Regions from separate parts of the Anser cygnoides genome. Here regions 1, 3 and 4 are each linked to region 2. Evidence: chromatin contacts called from public Hi-C data. All regions are on one chromosome and are shown on one strand. Each heading gives the region's core, a stretch centred on a gene start, on an enhancer-like site or on the middle of the called end of the contact. The rest is flanking DNA. Distances are from core to core; before and after follow the strand shown.

What was found. A called contact is a pair of places that touch in the nucleus more often than the background predicts.
Region 1: a Hi-C map of liver shows a contact between it and region 2, with 12 times the contacts expected there. The contact joins the promoter of PRDX1 here to the promoter of LOC106033059 in region 2. A contact is called at or near these places in 2 of 7 Hi-C or Micro-C datasets (both in liver).
Region 3: a Hi-C map of liver shows a contact between it and region 2, with 2.6 times the contacts expected there. The contact joins the promoter of KIF2C here to the promoter of LOC106033059 in region 2. A contact is called at or near these places in 2 of 7 Hi-C or Micro-C datasets (both in liver).
Region 4: a contact with region 2 is called in a Hi-C map of liver, with 4 times the contacts expected there. The contact joins the promoter of TESK2 here to the promoter of LOC106033059 in region 2. A contact is called at or near these places in 4 of 7 Hi-C or Micro-C datasets (granulosa cells and liver).

The regions. Positions count from the first base shown.
Region 1 is chr8:23,794,118-23,800,121 of Taihu_goose_T2T_genome, forward strand. It overlaps PRDX1 (peroxiredoxin 1), which reads right to left and starts at 2,429. Exons shown (of 6, transcript XM_048058910.2): 1 at 2,275-2,429.
Region 2 is chr8:23,542,377-23,549,237 of Taihu_goose_T2T_genome, forward strand. It overlaps LOC106033059 (E3 ubiquitin-protein ligase HECTD3), which reads right to left and starts at 4,536. Exons shown (of 21, transcript XM_067001874.1): 1 at 4,105-4,536; 2 at 3,266-3,426; 3 at 2,500-2,592; 4 at 2,069-2,204; 5 at 1,494-1,609; 6 at 1,104-1,217; 7 at 545-627; 8 at 1-155. The coding sequence starts at 4,434. It overlaps UROD (uroporphyrinogen decarboxylase), which reads left to right and starts at 3,728. Exons shown (of 10, transcript XM_013176369.3): 1 at 3,728-3,792; 2 at 5,764-5,876; 3 at 5,961-6,040; 4 at 6,276-6,338; 5 at 6,424-6,621; 6 at 6,859-6,861. The coding sequence starts at 3,743.
Region 3 is chr8:23,356,799-23,363,664 of Taihu_goose_T2T_genome, forward strand. It overlaps KIF2C (kinesin family member 2C), which reads right to left and starts at 5,270. Exons shown (of 21, transcript XM_048059264.2): 1 at 5,047-5,270; 2 at 4,865-4,959; 3 at 2,769-2,873; 4 at 2,488-2,536. The coding sequence starts at 5,110. LOC125182242 (U5 spliceosomal RNA) reads right to left here and starts at 5,557; the gene lies at 5,443-5,557. It overlaps LOC136791419 (U5 spliceosomal RNA), which reads right to left and starts at 6,818; the gene lies at 6,704-6,818.
Region 4 is chr8:23,741,257-23,747,847 of Taihu_goose_T2T_genome, forward strand. It overlaps TESK2 (testis associated actin remodelling kinase 2), which reads right to left and starts at 1,624. Exons shown (of 11, transcript XM_048058966.2): 1 at 1,411-1,624. LOC136791353 (a long non-coding RNA gene) reads right to left here. Exons shown (of 2, transcript XR_010833153.1): 1 at 6,458-6,591; 2 at 3,012-3,765.

The DNA of each region.
Region 1 (6,004 bases), core at 1,179-3,678, 250 kb after region 2:
GAATCTCTTCCTACCTTTTGATGAGGAAACCCTTTTTTAAGTTTACAAGAGAATTTAAGACCTCAAACCTTTTCTTGGTTATTCAAGCAGGGTTTTGTTCATCTCCCAAGATAACAATGGAGAAGTTCTCTACATAATTACACTTTAGCCTTGCAAACAAAGCCACCTTGTTTCATTTGTGAACAGAAGACTCATGGTATACTTGGTAATCACATTTTATGTTAGCAAGTAAAATTTCACCATGTCTTAAACCAGTAAGGCCAGGTTGTTCCCCCTGAATACTTCAGTCTACTAAAAAAGAGTAAGAGGGTACACAAGGACAACAGAGCTTAACTTCTGGCTGCCTGGCCTAACACCAAGTCATTTGCAACATGTCCTGGAGAGTATTTTTGCTCTGTCTGGGAATGCAGAATTTGTGCATCACTTCTTGAATTCCAGTTACTTTCACTTTCAGAGCATAATTTTTCAGACAGCTTGTGAACCTTGTTTCTTTGGCTCAGTCTTTTTGACGTGATCTCACTGAAGACATTCTATATACTGTACAGGCACTAGCTGACTTGGAGATACAAACCTCTGTAAGGTTAGTACGAGTCTCATATCGCTAAAGAAAGGTAAGATTCAAAGATCTTTATAAATTCTGCCTGCAAGGCACAAAGTCCATTCCAGAACAGGTCAGAAACACCTTACTTCTTGGCTCCTTCCTCCTTGCCACATACTTTCTGGAGAACTAGTCCAGAAGCTGTAAGAAGTATTTACCTTTCAGTCAAATTTAAACTTATCAGTTTAGAACCTTTTCATTATAAGTTTTACATTTGAAGGCTCCTCCTACACACCCTGAGAATACAGAAACAATAACCTGCTACCTCAGTTTGGTTTGAAAAGCACCACCTTACTCAGTGTTTCTAACTGCCTTGTGCCACAAGCAAGCTCTTCTTCATCCCTGTGTTCATCCAAGGGATTTGTCTTCAAATTCAGCAGGCTAGGAAGTAATCTTATGAATGATGGTGGCCAAAACTGCCAGGCATTCATAAGATTGTACTGAAACAGCCTAGTAGGATGACATTAATAAACCCTCTGAACTCTTCACGTAGCCATGAATACAGATACAATCCTGAAACTGCAGTTCTGTGAGAGGGGACAAGGGGACAACCATTGCACAATATTTCTCTGAGATACTGCCAACTAATGAATTTTGTCTTCTGAACAATACCTGTGTTTTATCCGGAGTGCATGACCCCACAGTTCGTCACTGAATTACATTATTTTACAGTACTCAAGCTCAAGGTCATCCTTTTACTCAGTACGATGCCAATCCTTCTATATTTGTTCCACCGACAGTCCCTGGAGTGTATTACTGGGGATTCAGTGTCAAATAAACACTGTCAGACTGCTCTCTGGCACTTCTCCTTTCTAAAGCAGGGGGTTATTGTCCCCTTTTTAGGTAACTCGAAGGTCTTTAACATCAGATTAGGAGGTTTAGTTGCATTGCACTGCAATCCAACTGCTTTCCACTGCAACCTGCCGCCGCCTGCTCTTCTTGGCGAGAGCAGCACGCATTCCCACCTTCTGCCTGGATTTTAGCCGCAGCGTTTCCTAACCCGCAGAGGCACAGACCACAGCCTCAGCACGGCAGTTCCTTTCCCTCGAGAGGAAAGGCGAGCAGGCGCTGCAAATGCAGCGCAGTTTAATGGACTCAGAGCACCTTCCAGTTGCTCACAGCTACGGCGCAGCCTCAATTATCTTTAAATTGCAGTTACACCAAGCCAGGCCTGCGCTCTAGCGAAGAATTCATACCTTTAGGACACCTAAGGCCGTTGCACAACACCCCAGCCTTCCTCCCCGCTACCCCCAGCACTGCGGTTAAAGCCTCCGAGCTGCGGTCAGAGGAGACCGACCCGCCGGGCTGCAGCACGCCGCAGCCGGCTGCTCGCACACCGCCCGACGCCGCTTCGCGTAGGGCGGGCTCCGGAGTGACTCCGGAGCGACTGCGGAGCGGGGACGGGAGGCAGCGGCCGAGCCCAGCACCGGCGGTGAGGGGGGCGGGGGAGGTCCTTGCCATCCCTCCGTTAGAAGGAGGGGGAGGGAAAAGGGAGAAGAAAAAAGGGAAGAGATGAAGAAAGCGACCCCATCTGCGCAGAGGGGGAGGGGAGAACAAAACCAAATTAAAAAAAAAAAAGGAAAAAAAAAGGAAAAAAAACTCCCTCCGAAAAAAAAAAAATCACGACCACCCCAGTCGCTGCAAGCGCAGCCCCACGCAGCTCCCCCAGCACTCACCAAAAGACCTCCTCAGCTCGACGAGACCCCGAACCAGGCCCGACCCCAGCAGGAAGCCGCGAATGCGGCAGCCCCCGCCGCCCCGCCGCTTTATAGCGGCCCCGATCTCGCGAGGAGACGGGCGAGGCCCTCCCGGCCTCCTTCCCGCCCTCCGCCCGGCCTCCCCTCACGGCCTCCGCCCGCCCCTCACGGGCCGCCGGGGCCGAGCGGGAGGCTTGCAAGGGCAGCATGACTCGGCACAATGCTGGCCGGCTCCCCCCGCTTGATAGCCTTATCTGAGCGGGGACACGGCCCCCGGCTGCTGAAAGCAGAAAAATATATATATATATGAATAAATGGAGGTGGTTGGATAGCGTCCTGGGAGGTGCCGGGGGAATGCTCGGTGTGGGGATATTCAGAAGGTGATTCAGGTGGCTCGCTGCAAGAAGTGGCTTTTTAATACCTCAGTAGAAGCAAGTCGTAATTGTTAGGAGACATAAGAGAAGCAGAGAATGCACTGGGTGTTGAGGAAAAGTGAGACGTGGCTGGCATGCCGTTTAGGTGAATGGGAGTTTGCCATTGACTTCAACATCAATAAAATCTGACCTTTTCAACAAAGCAAAATGCGTTCGCAGTATTGTATAGGTGCGGGGTCAAATCTTCTATCTTCTTCCCCTGTATTATCAACCGCCTCCTCAACCTGGTTCTAATTCTCGGGGCTTCCAGTGATACTTCCCTGTTAATGGCAAGACCGATCCAAGTCATACAAGTCATGAAAAAAGCTGAAAACTCCATTAACTGTAACCTCGAAGCTTCGGGGTTAGGATGGAAACTCTTGGTCAACACACTCACTCATTTCAGAGAGTTCTGTGAAGCCTCTCTGAGGGATGTTTAGCCTGAGTGAATTCCCACGTGCATCGTGTTTGCATCCAAGAGAGCTGAAACAGTCCTTTTACTTTTTGATTGAGGACCAAAACCTGAGTGTACACATAAAAGTTTTATTAAATAATGAATGCTAAAGGCTATAAAGGGCCCATGACAAAAGGGTCAATGACAAAACTGCTCACTTTAGTCAAAAGTGATAAACTTGTTTACCAACTGATTTTTACTCCTTGTCTGTCTTCCATTTTACAGTTGTGTTTCTTATACCGGTTAAAACTTGATTATAAATTGTAATGAGGAGAAAACCACAAAGGATTAGCAAACTTTAATTGTTTACAATCTACAACAATGTGCAGTGTTGCTGGGTGACTATACCTGTGTAGTGAATCACCCAAGAGATGACTGGTTTCAGTACCAGATGAAGTTACTCCCTCAAATAATAAAAGCAATGTAACATTAATATGTGTGCTCAATAAAAAAAAAAAGAGCTCACCTTAATTCAAATAATATATCTACTGCTATTTCTGTTGTTACAGCATGCTTAATCTTTTCAAGAAAGAAGTTTGTCACTTTCTTAATATCAATATTTTGAGGACAATTGGGGTCTATAAATTGAGATGTGTATATAACTTGGTATCAGCTCAGGCCATGTACCTGTGAACAGGTTAACCCCTGAAAGGTCAGGCTGTCCTAATTAATACCTCTACAAGAATGTAGTCTCCCTGCAACTCTAGCATATTAACCAGTGGACAACGCAGTAATGACTTTCTCATGGTTTCAGTGCTTGCTATGCTCATTTCTCACACTTTCAGATGCATAACATACCCATTTTGCTTAGCTACTGCAATGCAGTTTGTTCCGGGTTTGTGCCTTTAGCATTGCATTTCCATTCATATGTCCATGGCCTCATTATTTTTTGATTAGTTTCTGAACTAATCTTTCCAAACATCAGTTTCTGGATGTTTGGGAGAGAGAAATTGTCAGGGCTGCTCCTTGTTCAGTGAGCAGATAGGTTTCTGTGGCCTGTTTCGGTATTTAGGTACATGATGCTATTTAGAAAAAAAAAAAAAAATAGTAGTTTTTCAAGAAGGAAAGGGCATGTCTACCCAAACAGGTGCTGGGAGGACACTTTGTTTCTCCACGCTCTGCTCTGGATTAGCCCTGATGTTGTGCTCTGTTAAAATAGCTGCTAGACAGGATCAGCCCATACCTGATTAGCACAGAGCATCAGGAGCCACTTTGCGCCCATCCATACGGCTATGGCCATAATAAGTAGTCTATGCATTAGCAAAGCAGAGATGGCTGGCCCTGCCATGTTGGAGCACTGAAGCTACCCAAAGATTTCCAAATCAGTAACTGCAACAGATTTTACATCTATCTTTTTGATCACAGTATCTCCCAGACATCTTGGTTAGTAATTGGACCTTGGTGTGCCGAGAACTGTAAAAATAAAGGCATTGGTCCTATTTCAGGACACAACCACATCTGAGTTTCCATCTATTTTGTTGGGGCAGAATTTGAGTTTTTTATATAAGTGTATCCAGGAGTAAGATGAATCTAGCCAGAACAGTACTGGGAGCTGGGCTTGGGTGGTGGCTGCCCTGGGCATGCCCCCCAAGAAGATAAAAGTCAGTTCTGCAGCAGAGAAAATCCCTGAATGCCCTCTAAAGCCAGCACATTGGGACATCATCGTGTATGTTCTGTAGAGCTGATCTCTGCACATGCAGAAAGCCAGCTGAATCCCGAACATACTGAACTTACTGTATACACACATTGCCGTCAGGGACATAGTAAGAGTGAAGTCCTGACCACGTGAGGACATTTCAATATAACATATGCAAAAAGACAACTCAAAAGTCAACAACTGAGATGTTCCCAGGCCCTGGGGCATTTATGCTTAAACAGCTGGTGCACAGTAGTTTTAATGAAAACAATTACATATCATTTAAATATACAGGGCACATATTTGGTTTTCATTGCTTTGCTCAAGTGAAGACTATGTTTCTAGGTCAAAATGTCCTGCATAACCTCTTCCTTCTTACACACCTTTTTATGAAGAAACTTCATTACTGTATGTCTGGATAATCACTACTTTTTGATGACAAAACATTTCACTCTTCCTTACCTTTTCCCTTTACTCCCCGTTACATCATTGGAAACTAAGGTTTAAGTTTTCATATGTGACATTAATATAAATCAGGCATTTTCTATTTCATTAAGATTGCTGATTTCCAATGGGATTTTTGATTGGCAAGGGCTCCAAAAATAAATCAAACCCAGCAGTTTTTCCTTCTCCTTTATTCTTTCCTCTTCACAATTTTGTATTTCCTGTCATTTTTATTGCCTTGTGTTTTCCATGTGCTCTCTTTCTACGTTCCTGCGTTTTGTCAGAACAGGCTACACCACAGAAAAATCTGGTCATGTGAACGCCCAAGAGATTAATTAACCTTTGTGCCTATAAACCTCCTGAGCAGCTGAAATCAGAACAGCAATGAAAGAGTCTGCGGCAGGATGATCTTTCTGGAAATATAAACAGGAGGCTCTTCGAAGCCTTGTCAGATATGTACTTTCCCTAATTGCTGACACAATGTTAAAAAAATCTTTGTATTTACATACTTTATAAATGGAGGCCTGAAGTTAAAGACAAAGCTGGTTACAGCTTTCTTTAGGTGTGGTTATAATGAGGTACACATCCCACCAGCCTTGAGTTTTCGTCTCAGTCACTGGCACAGTTCTGTTACCTCCAAAAGCGGTGCCTGGCTGGCTGCACCCAGATCCCTGTCCTGAAATAACTGCTTTAATGGCACATTTGATCTTCTTGTACAGCCTTAGTTTTTGTGCCAGTGAGGAGGTGCATTCCTGCACACCT
Region 2 (6,861 bases), core at 3,286-5,785:
CACAGCCCTCCGGTACAGCAGGTCAGGGTCTGTCCCTTCCAGGCGCGGGTAGCGTACTAAATTGGCCAGCTGGAACATGTCAGCACTGAGCCCCAAGTCCCTCTGTCGGGAGGATTTGATTTTGATGCCCCGGAGGCGAACGTCAATCCCATCATCTGCCAAAGGAAGACCAACAGATAATACGCTAAGCCCATGAGAAAGCAAGCCTTCCAGCCCCAGCAAGCCAGTTGTGTGAGAGAGGGCTGTAAGTGAAAGCACTAGGAACATGACCATCCTCATCAGCACTGGGAGCCTGAAATACCTTTGTTTAGAAATGGGGGATTTAGAGAAGAATAAAAACAACAACAAAAGAAACAGAGGTAGGGAAAAACAGGCTGAAAGCACACGGCTTGCAAACCTCCAGGTTGCCCTGGAGTTTCCCATGGTTCTTTCACATCTCATTTGAAACAGCCAACAGGGCCAAGAAGTACAAGCCACGGGAACAAAATAAATGTACAGTATGTCACAGGTGCGCTATGCATGTGGCCATAACACCCAGCCCTACCTCTGCACTCCACAATCCGGATCTCGATGACAGGCAGGTGCGTCGTCATGTCCTCAAGGACGCACACATCCCCAATGTAACTCCTGCAAGCACAGAACAGACAGGGGCTGCAGAGCTGTTCCCTTGTTCATCCTGCCACAATCCACTTGGCTGCTTGTAAGGAAAGAGGGCTTGCATCCTTGAAATAGGAGGCTGAAGGAGGAACCCAGACCCAGGCACCCGTCTCCATCACTGCCACAACACGGTCCACGCGAATGCCCGAGACTCCTGGTGTCTCAGGCCTAGGCAACATGCTCCTGTTTGGTCCCAGCTGCCTGAATTAACCCAGCAGCTACAGGGTTGCATTGGCATTTCTGTGCTAACCATCAAGGCCAGGCTTGTAAGAGATGGGAACGGGGTTTCACAGTGCCTGTTAGGCTGCAGAGATGCAGCATGCTTCTCCCAAGGCCCTGGGACTCTAAAGCAAGGCTGGTGCTAGCATGACTGCTTATGGTTGGGGTGCCTAGTGCCTCAGGCCCCTGGAGGGGCCATGCTACACTCCCCACCTCCATCCACTCACTCATCAATGCCGACATCATTCAGTTTCTTCAGATTGTCCCCCTCACCCCCGTACACAGCGACCCGCTTGGGCATGAAGTTCTCATCTGTGGTGTCAACGGTCAGCAGGAGCTTCCTGCAAAAGGAAGCATGAAATGAGAAGACAGCTCTGCAGCTCAACACCCACCACTGCTCCCCCCTCGTGGCCTGGTCCAGGCACAGGCAGACGGTGCTGGGCCCCCTGGGTACCGGTGACAATGCTGGCTAAGTGCCTTTCAAGCCCAGAGCCAGAGCAGGGGACGAGGGTCAGGGAGAGCAGGGCAACCTAGGGCTGTGACAGGCTCATGCACAGAGCAGGGGCTGCAGTGCCTGCCCCAGCTGCAAGCCAGCAGACAGAGGAGAAAAGCCTCACTTGACGATGGTGCCTTTCTTCATGTTGAGCCGCACCCAGTGCTGGCCCTGGGACCCGTCACTCTCCCAGTACGTGTCGGCATGGCTGTCGGTCAAACACGACACATTGAAGTCTTCCTGGAAAAGGGCAGTGAATGAAGGGAGGATCAGATAGGGGTAGGATTAATTTCCCTTTAGTGGCTACTTTTGACATGAATCGTAGAGCCAGAGGGCTCGTTCCCATTTGCTGGGCTGTGGGAAGACACAAGCAGTACAGAGCGCACGGGAAGCTGGGGCTGACTTGCCAGCGTACTCTGGAATCACACACAGACTGCAGAGTATGAAACTCTCCCTAAAACCAGCTTAGCAGCTAGTATTAGCATTTGCTTCTGGGATCACAGCTTGTACAGTTCCTCCAGAGGCCTCGTTACACAATACACTGTGTGACACTCCCCTCTGGAACTACGCCGTCCCTCCCATATCCTCAAACACAGACCAGACCAACTCAGAGCAGGGCGGAACACCATGCACGCTCCCTACCCCAACGGCACAGCAGGGCTGATGCAGCCTTGCTCCTTTTCCCCACACGCTACTCACCGTGTAGGATGAGACATCGATGCTGTCCACATACTGCTTGACGCTGCCCAAGTTCTCGTCCTCTTTCCCAATATGATCATACAAGAAATGCACCAGGTCTTCATCGCATTCGTAAGTCCATGTCGGGGGCACAAACCTACCAGGGCAAAGCGGTCAGCAGTCTGGAGACACAAGGACAGCAAGGCTGCAGTGACTCCTGCCAGGTGAATAGGTCAGGGAATGCAGCTCCATGTCCTGCTTGCCTTGGTCTCACCCTGCTTTCTGGTTCAGTAGTAGGAACTGTGCTGAGCCCTGCTCCCCTTTGCTTCCCCACTGCTTGTCTTCCCCCACTCCCCAGCTGACAAGAGATGGCTGTCTGAGCAGCCAGGGAGAGACGGTGGCTTGCACCCACCCACAGCTGAAGCATGCACGCACTGCGAAACAGCTCGTACCGAAGCCTCTCTACTGCGGCCTCATCCTGCTCCATGGGCTTGGGTTTCGCTCCCAGGCGCAGGGAATATGTCAGATCCACCACTTGCTCCCATCTGAAACGAGATGGAAAAGGAGTGAGAGAATCCCAAGGGAAAGGAGCAGGTGGTTGAGAAGTAGCTGGAAGGGGAAGACATGAATTTAAAGCCCCACCACACTCCTTCCTCCATCATATTAGGTCTCATCAGATGCCATTTCTGTTCAGAGCATCCTTACTTCTGCCAGTCCACACCCAGCTGTGTGGGTAACAAGCATCGTGACCAAGCAAAACTGGGTAACTCCTTATCTGGACTCCCTATTACCTCATTTTAATGTAAGAAGTGGCCAAGTGGGCTGGGGCTTTACAGTCCAGAGCAGAAAGGGCTGAGGGACAATACAACAAAATCTCAAGCAGCAGGACATAGCTGGATGAAAGCTTCACTGCTCTCTTCCATGCAAGGAAAATGAGACATCAAATGAAGACAGCAGGTTCACATTAACAAGCTGAAGACTCTAAAATACAGAGACCTAAGGTTTAACACCTCTCCAGCTCCTCACTGTGGGCAGCAAAATCTTGATTTCTTTTCTAAGTCAGGGTCTGCAGGGGGATTTTGACATTTCCTGCATGTTGCACCCTTCCAAGATGCCAGGAAAGCAAGATGCTGCATGTGTGCTTCTGAAGCCGCCCAGGGAGCCATGTCAGTTATCGTGACATACAGAGAAGAGAGGATGTGAGCCACAGCTCCGTACCTGATCACAGGTTTGTAATCAACCCCAAACAGCTGCTGCTGCCTCTGGATCCTCTCCGTGGACTCGACCGGGACCAGCCTGTCCCCTCCTTCTGCGTGCTTGCACACCAGGACCCAGCCTTCCTCCAGATCACAGCCACTCTTGTACTCTTCCAGCTGCTCCTGCATGGGAAAACGCATTCTGTTGGGATCTCCATCCCGGGCTCAACCACGGGACAGAGGCAGAGGGGAGAAGACAGGCAACGCACACCAAGATGCTGTAGACCCCAAGGGATGGGGAATCTGTCAAAGGTTTAAATAAACCCCCCGAGCCTGTCCTGCTCAGAAACACTGCCTGTGTTCAGACAGGCACCACCGTGACCCTGCTACAGCCCTGGCCACCAGAGGCGTGTTCACTGTTGCATGTAGGGCCCCGAGGTGCTGTGGCAGACCCCCCAGACGCCCTGCCCACACCCTGTTTTCCTGCAGGAGTAGGAAAATGATCCTCGGGTCGTGGCTGAGGCCTGGACCCGGGGCAGGAGGAGGGCGGTGCGTCCTGTGCCCAAAGGATCTGGGCTGCGGGGTGTGGTGTGCTGGGCTGGAGGGGGACGGGGGGGCAGCAGGAGGGAAACATGGGGGGGGGTGGGTGCCAGGGGGTGGCGGTGGGGGCGGCAGGAGGCACCCGGCGGTGACAGGGGGTGACCGGGGGCGGCCGGGGGGGGGCGGCCGGGCCCCTCCGCGGGCAGGGCAGGGCGGGGCAGGGCGGAGCGGCCTCCCGGTCCCGGAGGGGCACCCCGGGGAGGGCTCGGCGGGGATAGAGGGCGGGGGAGGCAAAGGGGGGTCCGGTGCCCTCTCCGTTACCTTGCTGAGCTTCACCCAGAGCCCGGCGCCGTTGCAGTACTCCTCGCCGGTGGCGCGGAGGCAGCCGCCCTTCCGCACCTCGATGGTGGCCCGCGCCGCCCGCTTGCCGCCCCGCGCCGGCCCCGGGCTGTCCCAGACGCTGAGCAGGCTGCGGGCGGCGGCGGCGGCGGCGGCGGCGGCGGGGTCCTTGCAGATCTTGTACTGCACCTCCCGGGGCACGTAGCACAGCGCGGCGGGCAGCGCCCGGGCGCGGCGGAAGCACTCGCTGCACTGCAGCAGGAACCGCAGCCGGCCCAGCACCTGGTGCGGAGCCTCCCCGCCCGCACGCATCGCGCTCCGGGCACCGGCCACCGGCACCGGGAGGAGGAGGGCGGGGGGGGGGGGTCGGTACTCGCGGGTTTACGGCAAACCCCGCCCGCCGCCGGGGCAAGATGGCGGCGCCCGAGGGGAGGACGGAGGCAAGATGGCGGCGCCCGTGCGGCGTACGGAGGGGCGGGGAGCGGGGCAAGATGGCGGCGTACGGACGGGGACAGGGCGGGGCAAGATGGCGGCGGCCGTGCCGGAGGCGGCGGGGCGGGGTGGTGCTAAGATGGCGGCGGCCGTGAGGCGGGGCGGGGGGCGGTGCAGGATCGAGCGGGGCGGGCCGGGAAGCGGCGCAGGATGGAGGGAGGCGAGCGGCTCGTGTGAGTAGCGGGGACCCGCGGGGCTGCCCCTGTGCCCGCTCCAGGTCCCGTGAGGGGGTCGCCGGTGTGGCCCGGGGGTCCCTTGTGGGGGACACTGGTGCGATCCAAGTGTGGAACTGGGGACACTGGTGCGTGGAGCTGGGATCCTGCACTGGGGGCTCTGGGGTTGCACTGGGGACACTGGGGTGGCACTGGGGTGATGTGGTACTGGGGACACTGGGGAGGTGTTGGTTGACCCTGGGGACAGTGCTGTGGCACTGGGGACACTGTTGTGGCACTGGGGTGGTATGACCCAGGGGACGCTGCTGTGGCACTGGGGACACTGGTGTGGCACTGGGGAGCCGATCCCGCCCTCAGATGGCTCACTGGGGACACTGGAGCGGCACGGACCCCCATGGAGGTTCTGAGCATCTGTCCCTGCGGCCCCCACCCGTCAGAGCAGGACGGTGCTGGCTGTCCCCTGCAGGGTCCCTGTCCCACCCCATGCGTGGGCAGCCTGGGCTGCAGCTCAGGAGCGGTGACAGCACCGGGAGGAGGTTGGGGACATGGGGTGACCAGCTCTGCGGGCGCCTGGAGCTCTGGGGACCCTGCCCCACGCCGCCATCCCCGTGCTGCACAGCGCAGATAGGGGCTGGGGACAGCCCGCGGCGGGGCTGCCAGTGCCCCGGGCCCTGCTGGTCCCAAATCTCCCCAGGCAGGAGCAACTGCTGCCCCTGATAACGTAATCTCACAGACCGGGGGCTGGGCATTGCCTGTCCCCAGGGAGGGCCCTGCTGTCCCCCCCAAAGAGGCCCTGGGAGGTGACAAGGAGGGAGCGTTTGTCACCATGGACCCAGCTGGGTGCAAACCCCTACCCTGCAGTCACCGGCCGGGGAGCAGGGACGAGCCACCAGCCCTGCACCTGCAGCCCCAGGGTCCTGGCGGGGCACCCGGTCCCCTCTTTGGTGCTAACACCCCTCTGCTTTTTCTCCTGCAGCCCCAAAGGCTTCCCCAAGCTGAAGAATGACACGTTCCTGCGTGCGGCGCGCGGCGAGGAGACGGAGCACACCCCGGTGTGGTGCATGCGGCAGGCAGGGCGCTACCTGCCTGGTGAGTCAGTGGCGGCGTGAGGGGTTGGGGGGCGGTGACGGGGGGGGCAGCACGCACCTTGTCACAGCTGCAGGTTCCTTGCAGAGTTTCGGGAGACCCGGGCTGCACAGGATTTCTTTGCCACTTGCCGGAGCCCCAAGTTGTGCTGTGAGCTGACGCTACAGGTGAGCGTCCCCCGGGGAGGCTGTGTGTCCACCATCCCCTCTGGAATGGGGATGGGGAGAAACCTTAGGTCTGGCCCTTACCTCCAGGTGGCCCCAGTAGGTTGTGCAGCCCAAATCTTAGCTCAGGGGTCCTTGGTTATCAGACAGGGCCCTGTCCCATCCTGGGGACCCCACTGCTGCACGTGTGTGTCCCAGCCCCTCACTCATGCTGCCTCTTCCCCTCTGCTATCCACAGCCCCTCAGACGATTCCCCCTGGATGCTGCTATCATTTTCTCTGACATCTTGGTGGTGCCTCAGGTGAGAGTCACGGCTGGTGGTGGGGAGCAGTGGCTGGGAACGGGGCTGGGTCTGGGACCGTTATTCCATTCTCCCCCGTTCCCAGGCACTGGGCATGGAGGTTGTCATGGTCCCTGGCAAAGGACCCACATTCCCAGAGCCCCTGAAGGAGGTGGAGGATCTGCTGAAACTACGGAAGAAGGTGGACGTGACCGCAGAGCTGGGTTACGTCTTCCAGGCCATCACGCTGACACGACACAGCCTGGAGGGCAAAGTGCCCCTCATCGGCTTCTCCGGGGCGCCTGTAAGTGATGAGGCTCTGCAAGGTGGGGTTCCCTGCTCTTCCCTCTGGGGTGACTCTGGTCCTGGCACCCCCAGAGCTGCAGGGACCAGCTCGTAGCCCTCCTACATGTGTAGGGGACACTAAATGCAGAGCTGCTGCTGCTGCTTAGGGGTCTGTCTTCAACACCGACCCCATTACCAGCCCCTCGCATGTTTTCCATCTTAGTCACCCTCCTCACTCCGCTCCTCTTTCCCGCAGTGG
Region 3 (6,866 bases), core at 4,020-6,519, 180 kb before region 2:
ATTTCTTTCCAGATATCACTAAGGATTCACTAGTATGGCAGTTCTGGAACCTTGATACCTAGGAAGGAGGCAGTTACAACTCAGGGAACTGGGAAATCCTCTGAAGTCTCACACTCACAGGGCTACGAATTAACTGTGATGGTGACAGTATGAAAACCAAGGCTATACCACTAATTTTGCTATACAGAGTGGGTTATCTAGGGAAGCTCTAAGGAAAAGTCAGGATAAAAAAATTTATTTCTTATGCCTTCCACATCCAAAGGGAAAACTGGTCATGAGCCAGATCATGCCCACCATTACAACATCCAAACACAGATGGTGTGTGTGGTGCATAGCTTGATGACACTAAATTCAGCTACAAGACAGACTACCTATAATTGCAACAGAAAATCTTCAAAAAAGGGCCCTTCTGTAGGCAGTCTCCATTGCCTCATACCTAGTTACAGTTCTTTCACTGAGACAAATCACTCACCCAGGAAGCTTAGCAGGTGACAGGAACATACACCTCAATAGGTTTGTAAAGAAAGCAAGTCTGATATGAAAAAATAGAAGTGTGATATGAAAGCCAGAACTACTCTCACCTCCAGCAATCGCAAGAATTTATCCAGAATTAATCACTACGATTTGAAAGGAAGTTAGATTTGTTTCACATCAAGGGTGAATTTCAATTCTGGATCAAATTCCTCACAACTGTGCCCACAAAATTCAGTGCTCATGTGTTAACTTTTTACCTGGATTCTTCTGCTCAGGTGCAGAGACATTAGGTGCCATTGACGCAACTTTAGGAAAAGAAAGAATCCATTTCATTATACACAGAGATAGTATTTCGTTCCTTTTGCCACACATGCCCAGACACCTGATCTCATCACAAACTCAGCAGCACTTTCTGCAAACAACAGTGCTCCTAGACAGGAATATTAACTGCAGGATTTGCTGCGTCTAGATGGGTTTGATTCAGATTGTTCTTGTGCACAAGGATATACAAAATCCTCTAAAGTTCTTACTGCTTCAGAGAACTTAGTATCTGTTTCTGAATTCATTCTGAAAGCACTGCTGCTGCTTTACCTCACTTTCCTGAGAGAGATGGAGACAGACGCCTCCTGATCTTCTTTAATTTGCTTTGCCTAAGAACTGAAACCTGAAGCCAACATTACCTTTTTGATTGGTGCAGCACAGAGTTTGCTACAGGACACATATAGCCCGTGAGTGTCAGGGAGTAACCGCAATAATAGATAATATCTGATGAATGCTGAAGTCACTGCTTCCCTCTTGTACTCTGAGCAAGTCTTCAGGGACAAGACCGCCAGTAGCAAAGGCAACAGGCATGTCAGATTTGCCATTAGATTCCGTACTTCAGGGAAGCAGCGACCTCTGTAAGGACATTTTTCCATCAGCCAATGACTGGATTAAAACACCTTTATTTTTCTATCTGGCTATCCAGCTCCATCAACCAGGTCTGTCTAGAGATAATCACTACTTTACCACATCATTTTTCTTGCCGATCCACAAAATCTGTGGAGAATTCTCTGCATTTGAAGAAGATCAGAAAAACTTTTGACATATTAAGCTTCTTGGACTGTTCCTGCCTCTCAGATACAAGGGGATTTGTAGATTTGTTGTCTTTTGATTCCAGTTTCCCTGTCTTGCAGCACATACAACAAAAAAGGCCAGACAAATGCAACCATTCACAGCTCATGTAAAAGGGTAAGTTCTGTCCAGCTATGTACATTAAGAGTTATTAAATCTGCAACCCTTCGACCTCAACATCACTTGAGTACATTACAAATAGACCTTTAATGCTGTCACTTGCAACTCAAAAGCAAGAGTCAACTAAAAAGATAAAAAGGTTAAAAAAAACGTGGGAGTTTCCTAATTCCCAGCACCTCAAGAAAAACAACTCCTTAGCAATCCCACACTTTCACATCTGTCTCCTCTTCTGGCTCTGCTCAAAACACTGTACTGACACTAAGTCACTGAGCTATGGCACACCAGCTTGCATTTTGGCTGCCTAGTCTGAAATGTGTCCAGGAATAAAGCTCATGTTATTGTCTACGGGGACTATTTGAAGAGGAGACATCCATTTGACACTGCTATTTCTTCCTTGCCCTTTCCATTCTCATTTTGACACCTTTTTGTCTTAATAACTGTCACTTACCTTTTGTTGTTTGTGGCATTTGCAAAATCCCATACAAAACTTTAAACCTCACTGCAGCAGGAACTTCCTAGTGACATTTAAAGCAGTGTCAAGGAATAACTACAGCAATACTGAAGAAAAGGGCAACGTGTCAACAAACCTGAGCTCACAGGAACAGGAGGGCAATTTGTTGGCAGAAGTTCTGCACTCAGGACTCGAGAGTGTTGGTATGAACAGGTATGCTCTTTTTAGCATTGCCTGAACAAGCAGCGTTATGAGGCACTAAACTGGAATAACATGGCTACAATGGAGGGTCACCACTGTTTTGAAGAGGAAAGGAAATATTTTCTCACCTTCCCGTGGAGCAGGAATTTTTGAAAGGGTTGTTCTACGCTTCTGTTTCTGGAAAACAATGAGTGCTGTTAGTCACCACAGTAAGCCATAAATACCTAGCACAGCACTACAAAACAACGTTAATACAAGAAGGATTTCTGACCAAAGTCTAACAGTGAGACAGAACACAAAGCATGAGGTCTCTGACTTGTAAGGCTGACAGTATCATTTATAAAAAGATCTGGTCTAAAGCATGCTGCTGCTGACACGTTAGTACCTTTGGAGAGACTAAAACGCTTACCTGTACAGTTACATTCTCTTGCAAAGGGAGGTTCTCTTTCACATCTGCAGCATGTAGTTCCTCTGTTAACTCAGGATTTATTGTTATCACATCATCAATCTCAATCTGCAAGAGCAAAGGTAAAATATTGCTGCTACCACCTACAGCAGTTTTTTACATGTTGATTTTCAGTACAGGCAAACAAACCTGACTGACTGCTTGCCAAATATTAAGTTAAAGTAGCCTTCTAGCTTCAAGGTGCAAGGCAATAGTTCATATTCCATTTGAAGAGTCTCATATGTCCAATTGCACTAGAAGAAATGAGCAAGTTATGCCATTTACCCTCATCTGCCAAACACCGCGCAGCTCTGCAGGTGCCATAGAAGACTTCTGAGGAGATAGGCAAAGCACATTTGGCATCAACTGCTTTAATCTCTTACAGCTAATCTTAGTAAATCTCCATGACTTCTGTGCTAGGAGAGCATTAAGAGTTTACTGCGTGACTGCGCTTACTGAAATAAACTTCAGAGAGCTACTTAAACCTTGGAAACAAGGGATTCAGCATTTAATCCGAAAGTCAATTCACCTGCATTTTCTCCGGCAATTGCAAGTGATTTTACCTAGGACCAGCTGCCACCTCCTGCCTGACCTTCCAGTGAAGTCATAATCCTGCCTCCTCAGCATTCCGCAGCACCCAGACGCAGGGCAGCGACCATGGGGCAGGCGGCCAAGGGCAGGCACGAGCACAAAAGGCACCACCTCGCTTGTTTCAGTTTTGCCAAACCTAACCCTGCAGAAGAGCTTGAAAGCACGTATACACAAAAATAACTCTGGTGTCACAGCAGCTTGCACTGGAATTCACCTAACGTCAAAGCAATAATACAAGCACCACTTGAAGTTATCCAGTTCTCAATTAAATTTTAGCTTACTTTGATAAAAGAAGGGTCCATATAAAAAAGAGCAAAAACCACTCACACCCCTGGAGATACCATATTCTAACATAAGAGAAATAAACTTTAAGACTTGATTTATATAAAGTCTGTATGTATCTAATCAGAAAAATTAATTACCTCAGAAGTAAGTGTATGTGGACAGTATTGTAAACACTAGCAGCATGTAAGAACAGCCTCTTCGGAGACCCTGTAATACCTACATTCCCAGAGAAACTGCCAAGAACAGCATGTTTGCTCATTCACCAAAGGAGAATTTAAGCATCAGGCTTTCAGTACAACCTCAATCACGCCAGGGAAACACGGCGGTTCCACCAGCAGGGCCCCACACACCCTTTTCTCTACGCTGAACTGGGACATTTTGGACTAGCACTGGCCAAGAGCGATTCAAATCCAGCAGTGCCGTTGTTACCTGGACTCTAGCCCAAAACCGTGGTTAGCTCCTTGTCTGTTCTGAGACATTGCTCCGCACAAGGTTCTTGTTACAGAGAAAGAAAAGTCAGTAACTTTAAGGAGGAGATAGGGTTCCCTGAGAAGGAAGGCACAGTGGAATCAGAGAGCAGGGCACTAGAGATACAGCTGGAGGCCTCTCAGTACGTTGTGCCCCAGAGAAAGGGGGATGAAGCTGCGTCACAGTTAAGACTTCAAGGGCTGTCTTGTGGAGGTTACAAATCCCTCCAGGTCCACCAGGGCTAGTGTTATAACACCAGGCTATAAACAATACACACCAAAGTATCAAACAATAACATGTTTATCGTACAGCTACAGAGTCTTCAGGAAAGCTCGAAGGGCATTGCCAGAGGCACCAAAAGCCGACAGATAACCACAGAGCTGGGAAAACCAGGGCTGTGGGGGCACTGAAAGCCACCCACCAGCAGCACGGTGAGCAGCCCCCGGTACCCTGCAAGGCCAGGAGCCCTCTTGGCGCTGCCCAGCTGCGGTCACAGCATCCCCACCTTTTGTGTACCTTACCTGGGGGTGTTTATTTACAGATAACCCCCAAAATCAGCACAGGGCAGCTGGGTTATCTGTAACAGCCTGGGAGAAGCATTACGCATCCAAGGGCAGAGACAGCACCGCAGGAGCCGGCTGCGGCTGAGACGCACGGGGACGTTTTTGAGGTAAAGAACGAGAAACCCCACGCAGCAACGCGGGGCCCGGCCTCACCTCCTTGCCCTTGACGGTGCCCCCCTCGGACCACTCCACCGACACCAGGGACCTCTCCACGTTCACCGTCCTCACCGTCGCCTTGTGGATCAGGCCTGGAAGAGAGCACGGTCACCCCCACGGTCACCCCACGGTCACCCCCCTCACACCCCCCCGCTCACCCCCCCCCCCCCCCCCCGCACCGTTGCTGCGCTGGATATTGACGACGCGGCCGGGGCAGACGTGCCGGTACAGCCGGGGGTCCATGGTGCTGGCGGTGAGGACAGCGAGAGGCAGGCCCGCCCAACCGCCGCCGATTTAAACGCCGCGCGCCCGGCGTGCCGCGGGGCCTACCGGGAGGCGGCGTGCCGCGGGACTACAATTCCCAGCGTGCTCCGCGCGCGGCAGGGCACGACGGGAGGTGTAGTTCGGCAGCGGCGGGTGGGGGGGGATCTGCGCGTGCGCAGTGAGCCCTCTGTAGCGCAGGGACGAGCTGCGGAAGTGTAAGCGGAAGCCGAGCGAGTTCGGGAAGCGAGAAGGGTACGATTAATTTGGGCTAAAAAGTGTTTTTTTAAATCTGTTTTTGACCAAGTAAGGGCAGCTCTGCCGAAGCAGAGCCTCGAAAAATTCCACGACACTCGTGCTTGTTCCTCTCCACGGAAATCTTTAGTAAAAGGCGAAAGATTTATACGATCTGAAGAGAAACCAGAGTATAACGACTAAACCCCCCGGCCCGACCCCAGCGCCGCCCGCCGCCCCCCAGCTCACGGCGCCGCCCGCCCCGCCCCGCCTCCCCCCGACCCCGCTCCCCCCATCCCCTCCCCGCCCTCCGGTCCCGCTCCCGGCCCCGAGCGGCCCCGCGGGAGCTGCGGAAACGGGACCGGAGCGGGCGGGAAGCGGGCGGCGCCGCGCGGTGCACCACGGGTATGCAAATGAGCAGGGCCTGGGGGCGGGGCCGCGAGTGCCGGGTACCGCCAGCACGGCGCTGCCCGGGGGCGGTGCTGGGGGCTGGGGTGAGGGGCTGGGCGCACCGCGGTAAGGCACCAAGCTGGGGGGAAGCGAGAGGAGACTCTCAGTGATTTTCTTCAGGCAGGACCCTCTGCGGAGATATTTTATTCGTGGTTGCAATGGCGGGCGTCCTGCAGGGATGAGCGCACAGTAAAAGTTTACCATAACCTCGTACTCCCCGTTACCCGACACCTGATTCCTCCCTGTTTCCTCATGCGCTGAGCGCTACAGGTTCACAACCTACTCGACGCGCTTCTATACAATACATGTACAATTTTATTTGACCAACCGTTAATTTCTCCTTCTTTTCTTTTCTTTTCTTTTCTTTTCTTTTCTTTTCTTTTCTTTTCTTTTCTTTTCTTTTCTTTTCTTTTCTTTTCTTTTCTTTTCTTTTCTCCTTTTCTTTTCTTTTTTTTTTTTCCCCTCTTCTCTCGTGACTAAAGGGCCCTTGATTTTTGTTTCTACTGATTTCACACTGCTCGTCCTGTTTTCCTCAGCCATCCCCCTCATTTTGGGACAGCAGGACCTTCCCCTTATCTGCTTAGCATACTCCCAACTGCTATGCCCTACAGTCACTTTTGAATACGCCAGGTTAGGGGGATTTTCCACTGCAAAACCACCTTCTGTTGCAGAAACGCAGCTCTGCCTCTCACAGCAGCGTCGATCTGACGGGGGGTAGGAAGGCTTTGGGGGGAGGTGTTGGAGGGCAGGAGGGCCCTGCAGAGGGACCTGGGCAGGTTGGGTAGATGGGCGGAGGCCATAGCGGTGCAGTTCAACACGACTTGGGGTGGTGCGCTTCCCTAAACGTGCGAAGAAAAACGTTATTTTGTCTGTTTTTGACCAAGTAAGGGCAGCTCTGCCGAAGCAGAGCCTCAAAAAATTCCACGACACTCGTGCTTGTTCCTCTCCACGGAAATCTTTAGTAAAAGGCGAAAGATTTATACGATCTGAAGAGAAACCAGAGTATAATTATCGCTCTCCCAGGCCCGACCCCAGCACCGCCCGCCGCTCTCTA
Region 4 (6,591 bases), core at 374-2,873, 200 kb after region 2:
CATATGAAAAGAAGCTTACTAACTAAGTCAAAAAGAGGACTTGGCAGCAGACAACAGATGGAGCCACCAGGACACAGCGGCTGATTATCAGATGTACTTACTGATAAATACACAACATGAAATGAATACACTAAGGAGCTAATAAGGAGGAAAATGGCTAAAAAAAAAATAATAATTATAAATGTTGATCATTTTCGATCTTGCCTAGAAGAGCACTTTTTTTGTACCAGGCTGCAAGATACCACGCTACAAGGATAAAATAAGAAGCGTTGCCATTGTGCAAATGCATGGTTTTTGGCTACAGGAAAAAAAGGAAACCTATGACGCGAGGGAACCACAAGCTTCACTCTTTCCTGCAGCAGGCACAGAAGCAACATCCCTCTCCCTTAGCCCTGCATTTCTTTCATGCGTTTGCAAAGTCACTTGCATAAAGAATCACAATGGCAAAAGCACACGTACGAACGTGGAGGGTACAGCTCGGTTACAACAGGCCCACACCACCAGAACACTGCATTTGCACCAGTTTTCTCCTTCCACAGCCTGTCCCTGTCTTCTGCTCCGCTCCCACCGCCAGCTGTTCATCCTAACAGAAGAGCGGGAAAGATCTAAGCGAGGGGGGGAATAAAAACAGAAAACCCAACGCAGGAGGGCAGACACTTGGCAGCAGGTACAGGAGCACACCCAGGTACTTTCAGTTCTAGCTAATCGTGCTCTGTGTACAAGTTTTATGTGAAAACAAAACAAAATGGACAACAAAGTAACACAGCCGTGTCTACAGCTGCACAGTGCAGTCCTGCACAAGTCCAAAAATGACACTTTTATTGGCCTGTCAGAACGCAGCATGCAACAATAATTTCCAGAGTTGATGACTAAATAGAAACCCTTACGACTAACCCACTGGGCATATCAGAGCTCCTCGTAAAACACCTTATCTTCGGCTGTAAATTCCACCGCCTCACTAACCCCGTGGAACTGTGCATCTGGTGATTTTGCAGCCCACGAAGACACCCTACGCCTCCGATCCCTACTAGAAGGTTAGTTTTGAAGAAATTATTTCATCTGGAGCACGAAGGCTGCCCAAAAGCCAGCCTCGACATCAGCTGTAAGGGTTTTTAGGAGGCCATAAACGTGACTAGAACTCAGCGCGGTGCTCCCGAAGGCTCAGCTTCCAGCTCCCCAGGCACCTCCTGTCAGGGGACCCCAGGGGCGAGCCCCCCACCTCAGAGCAGGGCAGCTCCCCCCTCAACGCGGCGACCCACCCGGACCCTGCAGGCCCCCGGGCAGCTCCCCCCCAACCCTCAGCCTCCTCTCACGCCTCCTCACGGGGCAGCGCCCCGGAGCCAGGCCTCCCCCGCCGCCACCCTGCCCAGGCACCCCCCGCGGAGCTGCGGGGCCGCCCCCGGCCGTTACCTGAGCAGCGGCGGCGGCGCCAGCGGGGCCTGCGGCCGACGGGGGCTGTCATGGCGGCCTGCCCGGCTCCTCAGCGGCCCGCCGAGGGGAGGCGAGGGGGCCCCATGTGAGGAGCGAGCCCGGCTGCGGGACCCGGGGGCCAGGGAGCGTCGCGGCTCCTCCCTCTGCGTCCGCCTCCGCCGCCACCGCCACCGCCACTGAGCCGCCCCCAGAGCCGGGGCGGCACCCCGACACCCACCGCCCTCCCGCGTAACCAATCGGAGTCCGGAGAGGGTTGATGGACGGCGGGGTGCGGCCAATGGAGGAGGGGAAGGCAGGCGCGGAGGGGTTCGCAGGTAATCCACGTGAGTGCCCTTTTCTAATTGGCTGAGGGGAGCTTGAGAAGCAGGCAGCTCGGCCAACGGGAGCAGGGATGACAACTCCCAGGACGATAGCGGGAGCCAGCGGCAGGAAAGAGAGAGGGGCGTTGCTAGGGGCGCCTCACTCTCATTGGCCAGCCTTTGAGGGCGGGTTATAAATAAGAGAGTTAGCCAGTAAGAGCGCGGCGCACGTTCTGACGGACGGGCAGGAGAGCCAATCCCCGCGTGTTTATAGGCAGCGGTGGGCGTGAAGCTGTCAGCGGGCCCAGGTGCTCATGGAGGCCCCGCGGCCTGGGCACGGGGCAGGGGGGGTTTCCATTGCCCTGGCGCCTCACGGCCTCCTCCTGCCCCGGCGTTTAACCCAAACTGATGTTTTCTTCCCTGACCTCATCCTTGGCAATATCTGAGCTATTTTTACTGAAACTCAAAAAATAAAAAATAAATAAAAAAGTTCATCTGTTGTAGAGTATTGTATTCAAAAAAACGAATCCCAAGCAATTCAAACTGCAGGAATTATAACCGAAAATGTTCTCAGACAAGAACGCGGTGCTCAACCTTGCGATATTAGCAATATGTCCTGTTTTCTCATTACCCTTCATCATTAATTTTGTATCTAAGCTTTTCAGCTTGATCCAAAACACGCTCGGGGGACTTTCGTGTTGGAAACATCAGCACCAGTTCTACAGATAACAGTGAACAGAGTTTTACTCTTACAGCTGGGATAAAATCCCTAATCTGCGTTTTACCGACTGAATTTAGTCTTAGAATTTCCACCCAAATTTACAGTGAGATGTTCTCTGTAAGTTTAACTGAAAAAATAAAAAATAAAAAAATAAAAGTAATTCTGCACAGGTAACAGATTAAAAGTGCTTTGTGTGGAAAAAAAGATAGTCTTTTTTTTTTTTTTGATCATTTGTTTCATTTTCCTCCTGGATTTCCCTTGCTAACAGTGATTTTCCCACACTCCCAAATGCTAAATACCAAGTATGTGCAAATGTCTATTCTAATGACAGCTCAAGCACAGGGTGCAGTGAAGCTTTTGTAATTAAGCCATTAAACAATGATTAGCATATCCATCATATTTTAATCTGTGACTGAACAGGTGGAACTACTCGGATCTGTCAGTCTGCTCTCTGACACTCCAGGAGAACTGAGCTCCAGAATGGGGCTTTTCAGTAAGACCAATCTTTTAGGACTTATTATTTAGAGTTAAATTTCAGCTCTTTACATTTTGCTGGGGTTTGACCAAGCCAGTTGAAAAGACTTCACGCAGCACACGCCGAAATATCTCGGTTTCCTTGGCCATTCTCTAAGTCAGAGCGCAGCTGTCCCTGCTGCTCTGCACCCTGTTTAAGTATCAGTGCCTTCCAGTTTCATCTCCCTGTGCCCCTAGTCCTGGCTGTGTTGGAAGCTATTAGTTAGCTGCAAGATGACATCTGGTGGCAGGTTTTTATTACTTCTCCTTTTGGGATCTAATCGCAGAACTAAAGCAAGTGAATCATCTTTCCCCAATTCCCTGTCATAAATTTCATCTCTTTCCTGCTTTCCAGACAAGATACTAGTTGCTTCTGCTTTCGGTCTACAAATGTCTTATTGGTAATAAGCAATAAATAAACATTTATCTCATGGGCTGGCGCAAAGTTGCAGCATTAATATATGCCAGTGTGATTCAGTAAAGTTAAATCGCAACTGGAAACGCATAACACTGCATGAGGTCCTGTGATTTATATCACAAACAATCCATGTTTTGAGAAGGCCTGGGAGATGGGATAGTCTTATGAACACTGCTACCACCTTATCTCAAAGGCAACGCTTGTGTTTTGAAAGCGGAAAAGAATGGGTTTTGCTGATGACCACATGTGCATGTACAGCAACAGCAGAAACTTTGTCTAAGAAAGTCCCCCTGTCCTTCCTTGCAGCTGGCAGAAATACCCAACAAATCCGTAGCTTCAATATCTGGAGAAGATGGGTGGCTTTTTTAGTCTCCTTCTGTTTCCTGGAGAGAGAAAAATGAACGTCGTATTAAAAGACACTTCAAAGGGACATATCAAAGGAAAAGTCTTGCGGATGTTGCGGTGTACTTCGATCTAATCACCTCTCTCTTGCATCGAAGGGTCGCACAGCCTGGGAACAGGGCAGGAAGCTCAGCTCCGAGCAGGTATTCCTCTCTCCTCCCCCTGCCCTGGGCTGGCTGCCCCACGCGGAGATCAGCTATGCCAAAAAGCAGCTCTGTGGCTTGCGGTTTGCTCCACTGCTTTCTCGGTCTGACTCTTCCTCAGACAGATCACTTTGGCCTTATAAATATAACCGGTTTGGCAAAAGAACAGCCAAGGATTTTACTGCCACTCACAGGGTGGCAATAAAAACAGGCATCAGAGGTGGATGAGAGCATGGGAGGGGGAATTCCCTTCCACTGGGCTTTGGAAATGCCCCGGAGGCAGAGAAGTTTGGGAGGTTTCTCCTTCCCAAGGAGAAAGATGTTGCAATGAAGCCACACAAGTTTGCTTCCACGGCAGCAGAGCAGGTGTTGTCCCCAGCAGGGAGGTTTTGCGGGGGGCAAAATGAAAGAAGTATCAAGCAAAGGGGACTGCCTTTCTGCCTTCCCAGAGGAACAAGGTAGTGGGTAACTTCACAGCACTGTGATGAGAGCAGGCATTTTAGTGACTTAACCCATGAAGCATTTTATGTGATGAAGCCCCTCAAGGAATAACATCCTCTTTAGACACCAGCAGAAATCTGAAGTCATTTCATGGGAGCCAGATGAGAGAGTCCCAGAGGGACTGCCTGGAATTTGCCCCTTGCCTAATGTCAACACTGTCCCTTTTCCTGCCCTGTGCTAGGCGGACATTTCATGGGACAGCCGCAAGTAACGAACCCCGTAGGCTCACAGTCACACACCAAACCCCTGAGATTTCAAAAAGCATCCCAACCGGCTGCCCTGCAGGAGCATCCTCCCACCCTTCCCTGCCTTGCAGATGGCCTTTGCAGACCGAGGCGAGGCTCCTTCATGGATGAGAGGGCATTTCCCACCGCTCCGAGCAGGGCAGCGTGCGGCAGGGGATGTGTTTGGACCATGCACTCCTCACCGTGTCCCAGCCATCCTCATGGCTGCAGGGAGGGCTCTGTGGGGATGCTTGCACGCTGTCCTCTGCACGAGGATTTAAATGTGTGGTAAAGAAGAGTACAGTGATGCTGTCCCACCGCCCATGAGGACAAGGCAACCAGCACATCCTCATGTACAAAGCCGTGCTGCAGCATCCCCTGTCAGAGCATCCTCCACTCTTCTCTTCCACGAGGCTGCCAGCACAGGAGGCTGACAGCAGCACAAGGAACCGAAGAGAGCTCGTTTTGGGACAGATGGGTACTCCCTGCTAGGCAGATGCCGTGCTGTGACCGGTGCCGCAGCCTTGTCCTCCCAGCCTGCTCGTCGTGGCCATCTGCTGCCTTGGCTGGGGCTCAGGGCCCGTCACGTTGCGGCAGTGCCGTAGCAGGGCTCCAGCCAAGCTGCCGGTGGTGCTGAGGTTATGGAGTGGCGCTGAGCTGGATGGCCACAAGGACGTGCAAACAACGGGGCGGGGGGACAAGACCGACCCCGAGCCTGGGAGAGCCCCTCAGACCTTGCAAAAATACAGGCTTAAATTTTAGGTTGCTCTGTGGTGGGGTCCCAAAGAGACCACAAAGGCCCGGTAAGCACCAAGGGCAGGGCAGAGCTCTTCAGTTCATCACCCCCGGTCCCCGGGCTCAGGCACCTCCTTGTTCCCCCTGCCTGAGCTTCCTGCAGAGCTCCACAATGTGCATGCATCCAGACCCCTGCTCAGCTCCCTTACATGCCGCTCAGCTCAGCAAGCCCCGAGCCAGCAAAGTCCCACTGTTTATCATTCCTCTCCCCAAACAGTTCTCTATCTCTGGAGCTTTGCTCTCCGATCTACTTTTTTGTACCCATTTTGCTTCCCCCTTCTTCCTCTGCCGGGGTGCGGAGCAGCGCAGGGCCGTCGGAGAGGAGATGAGTCAGGACAGATGCGCAGGGGAAGGACAAAAAGCTCCCAGCCTTGAAGTCAGGTTCACTGCCTGTGTCACTGTTATTAAAAATAGATGAATGGCAGCGCTCTGTGCAGCGGAGGAGTGGCAGAGGAGATGTACTCTCCTGGGCTGCCAAGCAAATGCTCCTTCTGTCTGCCTGCGAGTCACCCAGCAGCATCTTCTGCTCTGGCAAATTCTTTTTTTTTTTTTTTCTCTGACTCATGAGATTTAATTTTCCTTTGATTAAAAAAAAGCGGTTTTAATGTTTCAGGCTTGGAGAGGAGGAGTGACTCACCTCGGCTTCTCTCTTCTGCACCAGGCAGTCAGCTCCCAGCGAGCTGAAACCCGCTCCCTTAAGGGTCATTTCCCTTTGGGAGCAGCCCCTCTCAGCCCCGCAGCACTTCTGGAGCGGGGAGCAGCCATCCAGGGCTGCTGCTCCGGTCCCTCTACCCCAGCCCAACACCAATCATGCCCAACCATCCCCAAAAAGCAGGTTTGCCAGGTGACACAGGGCAAGGCCAGCACAAGATGTGCACCATTAGTGCCCCACAGAGACCCAGCCCCAGCACCGAGCTGGTGCCTCTCTCCCAGGCCAGCATCTCTCCTCCTCCTCCTCCCCGTGCCCTTGCCTCCCCCCAGCCCCTTTGCTCCCACTATTTTGTACTCACTTATTTTCTGTTACCCTCTTCTTCCTATTGAATGAAGATAATCAGAGTTACCATCCCTGGCCTGCTCCCTGCCTTGGCCGCCAGCCAGAAGCAAAAGGACAGGAACTAAATGAAGCCTCTGCAAAGAGAGTGAG